2 separate regions of the Gossypium arboreum genome follow, and region 1 is linked to region 2. Evidence: chromatin contacts called from public Hi-C data. All regions are on one chromosome and are shown on one strand. Each heading gives the region's core, a stretch centred on a gene start, on an enhancer-like site or on the middle of the called end of the contact. The rest is flanking DNA. Distances are from core to core; before and after follow the strand shown. Region 1 holds the start of LOC108474448 (ranBP2-type zinc finger protein At1g67325-like). Region 2 holds the start of LOC108464867.

Region 1 (6,534 bases), core at 235-2,734, 900 kb before region 2:
GCTTCATATGGAGGAATAGAGGAACCATTGAAGAGGGAAGAACCATAAGGTGGTACACTGAGATACATAGAAGATGGTGCTCCAGAACCTACATATGGAGCAGACGACGAATAACTCTGTGGCACCTGGAGAGGCTTGCCTGCAGATTTCTGAAAGGGGAAAATTACCAACTCAAGCTTTAAAAATAAATAATGGGAGAAAGAAAATGCAAAGGGTCAGTTTCTAAAGGGAGAAACAAACAGTAGAAAAGATTTACGATTTTATAATAAACAGAGTTATGAAAAAAAATAGGACATAAACGGACTAGAACGAAGCAAGCATTGGGTATCACATAATATACTCTGGTCTTTCAGCACAGAACCAGGTATTAACTTCATTAAAAATAACTTGCTAAGCCACATATTTTGAAGAATCCGCTCTTCTATTACTAATTCTGTTGAAAAACAATTCCAATCTGAACAGAAAATCGAAACCTACGAGCCAAAACTAAAGCAATTAAAATTTCAACAATATTCAAAAACTCAGGAATATTTTGAACGCCATTGGCTAATAAATATGAAGACTTACTGAGTTATGAACAGCTGGCCTGGGTTGAGTGCAATTGCGCATATTGCAAGTAGTTCTAAATGAAAAATTGGCATTCCCGCAACTAGGGCATGTCCAATCATCTTCCCTACGACTACCTACAAATTTAACCATAAAAATTCAAAATTGCCAAAATTAAACATGTAAAAAAGTACACAGAATGAAATAAAAATAAAATTAAGCGGCATACCATCGGTTCTAGCTCGCTTCGCTGCAGAAGAGTTTCTATTATCAACCTGAACCAATTGCCACCCCCAAGAAAGAAGGTTAATCACCGAAACTATGTGCATAAATCGATACTACACAATAATTACGAAATTAATTTCCACTTTTCAATAATAAATTGGAGAATTAAGCAGCAACAGAAAAGCACATAAAAAAAAATCGAAAGAAAAAAGAGAATCCTAGTTTGACAAAGGGGAATTGATTTTCAAGACAAATCTATTATTAGATCTATTAAGTTGGATGCTCGAATCTATAAGAGGGCAAATTCAGAGAATTGGAAGGGAATAATACCTGAGACATTGAGGCGGCGGCAATAGAGGGAGTTATGACTGTTTCGGTGTGAAGATTCGAAACAAGAGAGAGGGAATTGGGAATTTGCCCTACCTGAGATAAAAGGGCGGCGACAAACTAACGGACTTTAAACAGAATAACCAGGGAACTTTTATGCGTGATGTGAAGGATGTAGTTGAAAATTTGGTTTAAAATAAGTATAAACGGTTGCTCGCTGCTGCCCCTCTGAATTTCTGACGCCGTTATTGTGATTTGGATGGCGGCCGGTGCTTGGACTTCGGTGTGACCTTTGCCTATTTTGGACAGTCCATGTACTCTTCAATTAGCATGCCTCGAATTTATTGGTCAAGGTTCAATTGCTTTTAAATAATCTTATTGATCTCAATCTAATATATAGGTTTACATATGTGATACATTAATTAATTTAGTATGAATTAAAATATATTAGGTTAATTATTTAAAATATTTAAAATGTATTATTTTTAATTTACATGTACGATATTATATTGTCAACAGTAAAATATTTTTCTTAAAATCATAAAACAAATTCATAAATAATATTGTCACATAAAAGAGAGAGCATATATAATTCACTAAGGCTACATTGGGTGAAAAAGAACTAGAAATGATTAAGGAAAAGAATTTATGGTTATAAAATGCATGAATTTGACAATTTTGATCAACTTGAGAAATGGTAATTGAATATTACAATGTCATGAATTAAGTGCATGTACGTAAGCAAAGGAAAGAAAAAAGATTATGAACACTTACTGAATATTGTATTCCATCACATTTATATGGATTCTTATGCAGTTACCTTATTTATATGCCATTGCTAACATGTATGTGTAAAGCTTATTAAGTTCTTTCTAGTATAGTATTTTTCTATTTAAGTTTACTAAGTATTTCATGCTTACGTGTTATTGTTTTTGCTTGTAGATTATCGCTTTCAAATCCTTGAAGTCGTCTCAACTTGAAATCATCACACTAGCAACAAACTTATCTATAATATGAAACTTAGTGTATTTGTGACTTGTGTCATGTATCTAGGATGTCGATATGTATGATCATGCTAGTTTCAATGGCCATTTGGTATCTTGAGTAGCCTAATATTTAATTGATATGTTAGAAGCTCTGGTGGTTATGTTTGAGCTTATTAAATTGAAGTTCCAAGTAAGTTGGCATTCATGAAACCAAATTTTCATTTAACCAATGCTTAGATTGATATCAAATTTGCTTTTCATGATATCTTTGAAGTATGGCGAAAGCATGTTTTATGTTACTATGTTTAAAGGCGTTTTGGTATTTTTTTTTTTAAACCCAAGTTTTGGTAATAACCCTTTGGGTATCAAAACAAGTGGTTTTCAAGTCAATGTTTGGCTCCAGGGGTAGAGGTATTGATATCTGACCCTTGTGGTATTGCAACAAGTGTGGCAAAATGACAAGTTCTATCATAATTGGGAGAAGTATCTGCACTTCTCCCTACTTGTACCAATACCATGATGCAAGGCTTTGGCTATTGCATTGTTATGAGCCCTTTTGGCATTTTGAGGTCCAAACACCTTCGATCAACTTCTAACCATTTGTAAATGATTTTAAATTTTTTTCTAAAGCCTCTTAAACATCTGAAACTTGAATAAATGATGTGTAAAAATGTTTTTCTCATATATGTTCTCGTGGCTTCTCCCATCCGTACTAGTCATCAGGATAGGTAAGGGGTGTTACAACTCGAGTTTGTTTCTTACCTATATAAGGAATTTACTTTCCCAACTAGAAAGCTAAAGTTTTCATTGTATGTTCGGTTCGTGAATTAAATCTCACTCTCTAAGCAAACCAAGGGTTCAAGAAAAACAGAGAAAATCATGTTGGTTGATAGCCAGGAATAAACTAAATGTAACGTCCCTCACCCCTCCCAACATATGGTACGAAAGAGAGGTGCTATCGAAACGTTTCCATGACAAAACCCCTATTTTAATTAAGAAATTAAACTTTTAAACATTTTTATAAAAACATAAAAAATAGATAAAATCAAATTTAAAACTTTAAAATCATGTTAAAACAAATTAGAACAGATTTGTAGGTGTTAATGTTGGATATGATGTCCTAAGTGTATTATATTTGTTTGTAAACTTATAATTTTGTCGAATAGATTGATTAATAAAATAATTCATGTATTACATTAATATACTCCGTATAATTGTCCTTATGTGGTTTTTTCATGCAAAAAAAAAAAAAAAAAGAAGCAGACATTGGCTTACATGTTGTCTAATTTTTAAACTAATACTAAACAATATTATGTAGTTGGATTGTAATACAAAAAGGAAACTTATATTAGTATACAAACCTAAACATGTCCTTAGTCTAATTGGAAATGAGTAAACTAATTGAAAGCTAATATGTCATCTATCAAGTCCAAATAGGGAGATGTCTTGCCTTGGGCATCAAAGCAGATGAATCCTAGAAAATAGAGACATATATGTAACTGATTGGACTGACAGTACATAGGACTGGACCAAGAAGAATAGATCCTGAATTCGTTTATGGATTTATTCACTTGTAATGTTCAAAGTGTGGCATACCTTAATCTCGAGTGGATGACAAATTATGCATTCGTGACTCGTATACTTTGATGTAAGTAAAAGTCTAAGTTCAAATAGATAAAGAACCGAAATCTGGTGCATTGGGTATAGGAATTTTACAGTATGTAGCATCATTCACAATAGTGGAATTTATAGCTCAAATGTTATTCACCCATTAGTATTACATGGTTGATGAAAAGTAAACGTAGTTGTAGGTCATTCGTCTTTGTGATTAATGACTTGATTACTATTTGATAGTAATTGACTTTTCATGAAAGAAGATGTAATGGTTACCCTGAGATAAAATAGGATCATATTAGGAGAATGGATTTATCCCAAAGAGATTAAAGATATCCTATGAGGGGAACACACTTATGACAAGGTCATTGGACGAGCACTGTAACACACCTCACTCATCACTATCACCAGATTAGGGTTACAAAATGCTACTGTACAAAATAGAACAGAATCATACTATATAAGATCAAAATATTCCTATAAAATTATTAATTATATTAAACACAATTAAAATCATACCATTCATATCCTAACGATGTTAAATCGAACATATTGAAGCTACAAAAAAATTTAAAATGAAGTAAGGTCTTAATTGAAACATTTGAGAAAAGTGGGGTAAAAATGCTAAATAGGGATCACACGATCGTGTGATCAGGCTGTATGATAGCCCAAAGTTGTGTAAAGCCATAGGGCATGGTCATGTTGACTGATCGTGTGTAGGGACCTAAGCCGTGTGTGAGGAGGCACACGACCGTGTCTCTAGATCGTGTAACAAATTGTGACCGTATGTGTGATAACTCTTGAAAAGAGTTATAATTCATACTTTTAGAATTAATTAATAACTTGTATTTAAGTAAAATTAACTTTATTTTAGGTAATTGCATGATCATTTCTAGTTAATCGAGTAGTGCTGTAACACCCCTAATCCGTATCCGTCGCCGGGCTAAGATTAAAGGCATTACCAGACAAAATTTGAACATTAACATTCATTTCATACTCATCGAAGTATTAAAGATCAATCATCAATATAGAGTCCCTTATATAGATCATCGAGACCTTAAACATGTATTAGAAAGGGGTCAGGACTAAACCGAACACATACAAATTTTCTCCAAAATTTAAACATTTTTCAAACAAGTACAGGTCACATGCCCGTGTGAACAAGCCGTGTGCCTTGCACGGCATTAGACATGCCAGTGTGTCTAGGCCGTGTCAAAACAAGGCATACCTACTGACTAGCTCACACGGCCACAAGACACGCCCGTGTGCATTAGCCGTGGTCGAATCTAACTTGGGCCACACGGCTAGCCACATGTCCATGTACCTTGGCCGTGCTCGAGCCTGACTTACAATTGTAGGGTACCCCAAGGGACACACGGTTGTGCAACATAGCCGTGTGTCACACACGGCTGAGACACACGCCCGTATCTCTGCCTATGTGGACAAAAATAGGCCATTTGAATAGCCAACTTGCCACCCAAATTGGGTCAAACCTACAAGCACCAAACCAAACATATTTGCACAACATTTTATGACCAAAACTTATGAATCACCATAGCTAACACATGCCAAAGGTTTACCAATCTTACCATTTCTTATATTCATACATAAACACACCAAATATATAATATTGCCTCATAATTTATATACCAAAACCATATCATAATCACATCCATACTAAGCCATATCACATGGCTAAATATATTTACAATCACAAAACATAATCTAAACACTTCTAGCCTATACATGCCATACTTCAATATATACATTTTCAAAGTACCAAAATGAGGTTCGATAGTGTGGTGATGATCCTTGACGATCCCTGATCTCACAGTAGCTTCGATATCTATAAAACAATGCAAGCACACACAAAGTAAGCTTCCAAAAGCTTAGTAAGCTCGTACCAAAAATCATCAACAGTATATAAAATATAAAACAACAACACATAAGTACTTATAAATTCTCAATTCATCTATCAATTTTATGCTGATACCATCCATATGTTCTTACCAATTCAATGAACTTTATAAGAATAATACCATCTACCACATAGGTATCATACGTACCTGAATCTTCCCTAATTCATTCATTTTCATTCTTACCTCTTGTTCGGATATTTTAAGACATTCTGAAGATTACCAATGCTTTAAACATCCGCACACTTAGTGTTTTAAAGATTAGACGTAGCTATAATAATTCCCCACACTTAGTGCATACCAATTAACCGAAGCTATCTCAGTATCGCACACTTAGTGCCTCATATAGCTGAAGCTATTTTGAATCGCACACTTAGTGCTAAATACCATTAATTTATCATCGTGTTCAACCATAATCAATTATATATACAATCTATGTATAATCCAAGAATCAAAAATATATTTGTAACATCATGTTTTACGTACGAACTTACCTCGTACTCGGAATTGCCGACTCGGACTGTTTACTCTATAATCTTCGACTTCCCTTGGTCTAAGTTCGAATTCCTCTTTTCCTGATCTATATGTATTCAAAATTAATCCTTTTATTCACTAAATCATTCAAACCAATCCATATACACACAAATAGGGTATTTTGCAAACTAACCATCACATTTTCACATTTTGACACTTTAGTCCCTAAATCACAAAATCATAAAATACACATAATTTGCTTGTACACAAGCTTAGCAAAATTCTCCTAGTACTCATACTAGTCCACACATTTCATTTATTTCACATTTTAGTCCCTTAATTTCTCATTTTCACAATTTAGTCCATTTTACTCAAAATCATAAAAAATCCAAAGACAAAACATGTAAACCCAACATCAAACTTTCATTTATCAACAACTAACTTTA
Region 2 (5,842 bases), core at 2,446-4,945:
GAAGCTTGTTACACCCTCGGCATGGTTAGTTTTTATTTTTCTTTACTTATTCTTGGAATTTCCTTTTCAAGAATATTAACATTCTCTAACAAATGAACTGTTTTATGATTTGCAATAGATTCGGTTCTACTGTTTGCAAAATCGAGGGAGTGGGGCTTCTCTTATGGCTAAGGCGGCGATTAGTTCTCACGCGCCGGCGCTTTACTCCTTAGCTGTAATTCAGTTCAACGGCAGCGGTGGCTCTAAGAACGATAAGGACCTTAGAGCCGGTGTGGCTTTGTGCGCCCGGGCTGCTTTTCTTGGCCACATAGATGCTTTGCGTGAGCTCGGTCACTGCCTGCAGGACGGGTACGGCGTCCGACAAAACATCACCGAGGGTCGTCGGTTTCTCGTCCAAGCCAACGCCCGAGAGCTTGCGGCGGGTTTATCATCAGCATCTGTTTCAAATATCGCTACGTGCTCTTGGCTCACCTGGAGCCCCCACCCGATCCCCCACCCGACCAACCGTCATCCGAACGTGCCGGGATGCCCGTTGCTGAGTGATTTTGGATGCAATGTACCGGCACCGGAGGCTCACCCGGCGAACAAGTTCTTAACGGATTGGTTCGGCTCTCGGGACGGGATTCCCGGCCCGGGTTTGAGGCTATGCTCGCACGTTGGTTGTGGGAGGCCGGAGACGAGAAAACACGAGTTCCGCCGGTGTTCGGTTTGTGGTGCCGTGAATTACTGTTCACGCGCTTGCCAGGCGCTCGATTGGAAACTACGCCACAAAGCCGAGTGCGCGCCGGTCGAGCGGTGGCTGGACGAAGAAGGTGTTGGTGGCGACGGAATGGATGAAGTCATTGGCGAAAGCTAAAAATGGTTACGGCGATGTTAACGGCCAGGGTAATATTTCAGTTTTAAGGCAATATAAAAAAATGAAAAAAAAGGGGTTAAAATGTAAAAAGAAAAAGAGGCCAGTTTTTTTCCCTTTAATATATATATATTTTTTGGATAAATTTGCTTTTATTATCTTAAGCATATATAAACAGCTACAGATACAGTCTGATCAAAACCTTGACAGTGTTTTTGATAATTATACAGCAAAGCTGAGTTAAATGCATGATTAAGCCAGTTTAAGATTCCAATGATTTATTTACCATGTAACTTATGAAAATTGGAATTAAGTTGTCATTCTTTACTTGTAGGCATAGGGCATTTACTTGGCTAAAACATGGTAATTTGAAGGAAGAGAAGTTTAGTAGTATTGTTAACACTTAACAAAGGAGTAGTAAAACAAAATTAGGTAGGTGGATGGATGGGAATAATAACCAAACTACCATAAAATTCTGGTTTATAAACTGGCTTAACTTTAGGGTAAAGCTAAGAAGAGATGCAATCTTCTTTTTTCCTTCCTGGAACGAAAAATAGGTAAATTCTTGGTGTGTTTTGACCACCAAAAAGAAGTGGAATATATGAGTGGGAGAGACATGCATATTTTGCTAGTGGAGGACATTGTGGATGTTGCCTAATGTTCTTTTTTTAATTATGAGAATGCCTTTTTAATTTTATCTTCAAAAATAACTTATATAACTATTGTTTCAATCAAAATTTTTTAAAGAGTGTGCCACATACATATTCTTTATCAAATTCATACTGCAGGGCATATATATATATATATATATTTAAATTGGGTCATTATGATTAGAATATATAGTGGTAAAGAGGTGGTCCAAGCCCAATCAATGGTATAAAACATAATATATATATAGCAAAAAAAGAAGATTGAAAGTGTAGTGTACCTACAAGACATTGCATATATTTTGACTTCCTTCTTCATGATCTAATCCATTTTCTTAACCAAAATCTACTTTAAACTCAACCCTCTTTTCTTTGTCTTAAATAATTAATTTGGGTTAAAGTTAAGATTGTCACATCTGACCAACCAAAATTTTATAAACTATTCTCATTTTTCTTAAAATCAAAATCATGACTACGCACCCTTTGATGCATTTCTCACACCAAAATCCCCCCCATTTTCTGGGCTTAAGCTATCTTTGCCTTGTATTTGTGGATATTCTCATTTTATTTTAGCATACCAAACATAAATTTTCGATGACCAAACACGAAAAGATGGCAAATTAATTTACAAATCTTTCTATAATATCGTGAATTTCAAGTTAAAAGCAAAATACTTTTGCTTCAATTCATGCGATAATTAATAATTAACATATTGTTTCTGATTCTAATTTCAACTATTGTTTCCGATGATAATTCTGGTTTATCATATATTAAAATCTTATTTTTTTATACTCATCTTTATATGTTTTATTAAATAATACATCAAATCAACCATTTAAAAGAGATTTACGATTTTTTTTCTTTAAAAAACCCGGGTATTGTGTTCATTAAATTTTGAGAAAGTCTCACACACCGTATCTTTTGCTTCAGCTGCTGCGCCACAAGCAAAGCAAATGAAGAGAGAAAGAATCATCCAACCATGGTTTAAGGATACTCAATACATTTCACATCCATCCGGATTAGATTTTCCTAAGTAATTAATTACTCCTCCAAGTGAAATTATTTCGATAACGAGTATGGAGTCGTTTGATAACTATTTGTTTCATTCTGCCTTGTTTTACTTTATGAAATTGTCATTTTATCTTCTTATATATAATTATTAAAAGGATAAAATGTAATAAAAATTATAGATTTTATTTTTAATTTTTTTTGAAGAATTATATTTATAAATATTTATTTGACTTTAAATAATTGAAATTATTAAAGATAAGTAGCAAAATTAAATTAAAACGGAGCGAGATAAAGATTGATGCATCCAACATCTATGAAGGTAAAAATAAATTTCAAGATAATACATTCATAATAAAATAGAATATACCAACTGTAAAGCGGATTCAACATTGCTTTCCCCCTGTTATATTACCATCCCTGCCTTCACTTGGTGTATCTTCAAAATTCTCAACTTTTTCGGTCCATTAATGCATAAAAAATAATTAAAACAATCTAAATAGCTGCCCATCTCATTCTAGAATATACTGTCTAATCATTTTTATTATAAATACCTTATGATATAACTTAACAAAATATCAATTTAATTGGAAAAGATTAGAAATTTCTATTTTTGATACAATCTTTATTTTTACTAATAAATCGTTCTAATGGTTAAATCAAAGAAAAAAACATATTTAAGTGCTTTCAAATTCAATCCGCAAAATATAATTTAAACAACAAGTGTATTTATGTAATTTAAATTCTTGCTAAAAATAATTTATTTAAGAAAATTAATCTACCTCTTTAAAATCAATCGCTATCATATAACTTTTCATTAATACTCATTATTATAGGTTCTGGTCATATTTGCTCTTTCTAATACAATGCCTAGAACTATCCATAGCCCTTTCCCAATCCATAAATAGGAGGATAACGTGCTTCAGCATATTCAAGCTCATGTCCTCTTGCATTGATAATAATATCTATACCAACTGAACTAAGATTTAATAGGCTATTTTTTATCATTTTTTAAAATATAAAATTTTCCACCTAATGTGACAATTTTAAATTAATTTTATGTTCTTGAATAATATTTTATCCAAACCCATCCATTTGAGATGTAGTTCAAAATTTCTTTTATAAAATTATTGGGCCTTAGCCTTGGTTAGAGTCAAGAAGATTTAATACAACCTTTATAAGGGCTTTTGATCCCAAAGAACGCCTACCATTATCCCCAGAAACTAGGCCAGGCCTAATGACAGCCATGGAGTTGTAGAGCTTTAGCCCAAGTTAGGCTCTTCGATTACTCGTAACAGTCTGTGTCAGAGGTTTTCCCAATCTTTGCTTTCGACAAATTGAAGACCTTGGCTCTGTTAATCGCCACTTGAGATCTTCAAACAGGTTTCCTTTGTCACCTTGTTTTGTGCCTATTCTATTTGATTAGCTATCCAGTAATTTTTTTTATAGTGAGTTTGTTTGTTGAACTTAGGGTTTCGGTTATTTGTGTTTTCCAGGAAGAAAATGGGGTTCATTATGGAATTTGCAGAGAATCTGGTGTTGAGGTTAATGGAGGACCCAAAAGAGAGGGATAGAAAATTCAGAGAACACGTTTACTCTATGAAGGATCGATGCGCAAAAACCAAGGAGATGTGGAGTTATCCACTGCGGCCTTATGGGTTTTGGACATTTGAGCGCCACAATGCTCAGCTCCGTTGGGATCCTCAGATTAGCCAAGTCCCCGGCCGCAGGGATCCTTATGATGACCTTCTTCAAGACAGTTATGCGTCCTCCACCAAACGAAACTGAGGTTTCTTTTTTCAACTCATTCTGGGATTTTATTTATGCTTCTATTAAATTATTCATGGGCACCGGATTTTGAGAATCGTATATCTACTCTAAGATTTGGGTTTTACTGGTTCGATCAGCACATTGAAGTTTCAGGAACAATTTAGATTTTAGAGTTTAGAGTTCAGTTTGTTGGTATGAAGTTTTCTTGATTTGGCTTAGGTCTGAAGCTCTGATTCATTTGAGGTAAAAGTTAATTCTTATCGAAAATTTTACACTAATACTTCAAAACTAATTTAGTATTCAGTGGTTCCAAGATAGTAGTAGAGCTTAAGTAATACCAAGTGTTGTTTCTAAATTGAAGGGCTTGCACTGGTGTTTTAATGGTTAAATCACCATCTTAGACTTGCTAATGATTACCATTTGCATCTTATTTAAGTGAAGGTGTAAAAATTTGCATCAGACTTTAACCTGGATTTGTAGGCAGACTGTTTACCCATCGACAATTGACACTGCAGGGATTAGAATATGTTGCTTCCACAAAAGTGTTAGAAGTGATGCAAGCTAATAATTGCCAAATGAAATCCTTTTTTGTGTTTTATTTAGTCACCTCTGCAACAGTGACAATGGTGGAGTTGTGACAAGTGATTATAAAGCAATGGAGACACTGAATGAAGAGTGAATTTACAATTTCATATTTTCAATCTTGGGAGTAATTTCTAATAAGGTTTCCATTGATGTAGGAATCAGAAGCCATTAGCAGATGGTTTGGAGCTTGATCTACAAATGGGAAGTGGACATTGAAACCTTTTTTACTGTTGGTTTGAATTAAAAGATTCTGCTTGTTTTGTAGTGTACTTTTGAACATTTCAGTTGGGACACTGGTTTATGAATGAAAATAAATTTTCCATGTAACTCAATGGGTAAGACTTGTAAGGGAAATAAATACTCTGTGTTGCTGAATATTTGCTTTGTTTAGCCATCATGTTGTTGCCTTGTATTGGGTAAGACTGGTTTTGAACATTTATGTTGCTGTTGTCTCTCCTTTCTTCTTCTAATTAAGCCACCCCTTATTTGGGAGAAGTAGGAGTGTGCATTTGATTGGTTTGAGTTTAATATATCAAAAACCAAATAAATTGACACTCTTTTAAAATGAATCGGCACCACATGACTGGATTGAGCCTTATCAAGGAGAAGCATTGTTGGTTAAGATGAAGTTTTGGGCTTTTGAGTATCTAAATATGAGTGTTAGCATATGCAAAATTGTAACATTTGGGTCTTTAGTCCCAACATGTGCATCTATGTCATAGATGGGTTTTATTCGGTTTGTCTGTTGTGCTTGTATTAGTTTGATTCTACCTGTAGTTGCCTAGGTATAAAATTGAGCTTGTATTGTATTTCTAATAGTAGAAACTTAAAAAAAAAGATCGTTATTATTGTAATTACAAAGTTTCATGAATATTTCTTTTTGATACCGGAACAAGCATTAAGTGAAACATAAAAAGGTGAAATGTAGCAGTAGCAGTAGCAGATGATGTGCCCGTAGCCTTGCTTCCATTAGTAACTT

The links. A called contact is a pair of places that touch in the nucleus more often than the background predicts.
Region 1: a Hi-C map of leaf shows a contact between it and region 2, with 3 times the contacts expected there. The contact joins the promoter of LOC108474448 here to the promoter of LOC108464867 in region 2. A contact is called at or near these places in 2 of 5 Hi-C or Micro-C datasets (both in leaf).

Annotation. Positions count from the first base shown.
Region 1 is chr3:23,097,667-23,104,200 of ASM2569848v2, reverse strand. LOC108474448 (ranBP2-type zinc finger protein At1g67325-like) reads right to left here and starts at 1,484. Exons shown (of 10, transcript XM_053025593.1): 1 at 1,102-1,484; 2 at 776-821; 3 at 568-683; 4 at 1-149. The coding sequence starts at 1,110.
Region 2 is chr3:22,198,335-22,204,176 of ASM2569848v2, reverse strand. LOC108464867 reads left to right here and starts at 3,695. Exons shown (of 3, transcript XM_017765144.2): 1 at 3,695-3,891; 2 at 4,005-4,297; 3 at 5,026-5,240. The coding sequence starts at 4,012. The coding sequence ends at 4,296. It overlaps LOC108463882 (F-box protein At1g67340), which reads left to right. Exons shown (of 3, transcript XM_017763871.2): 2 at 1-24; 3 at 119-1,054. The coding sequence ends at 856.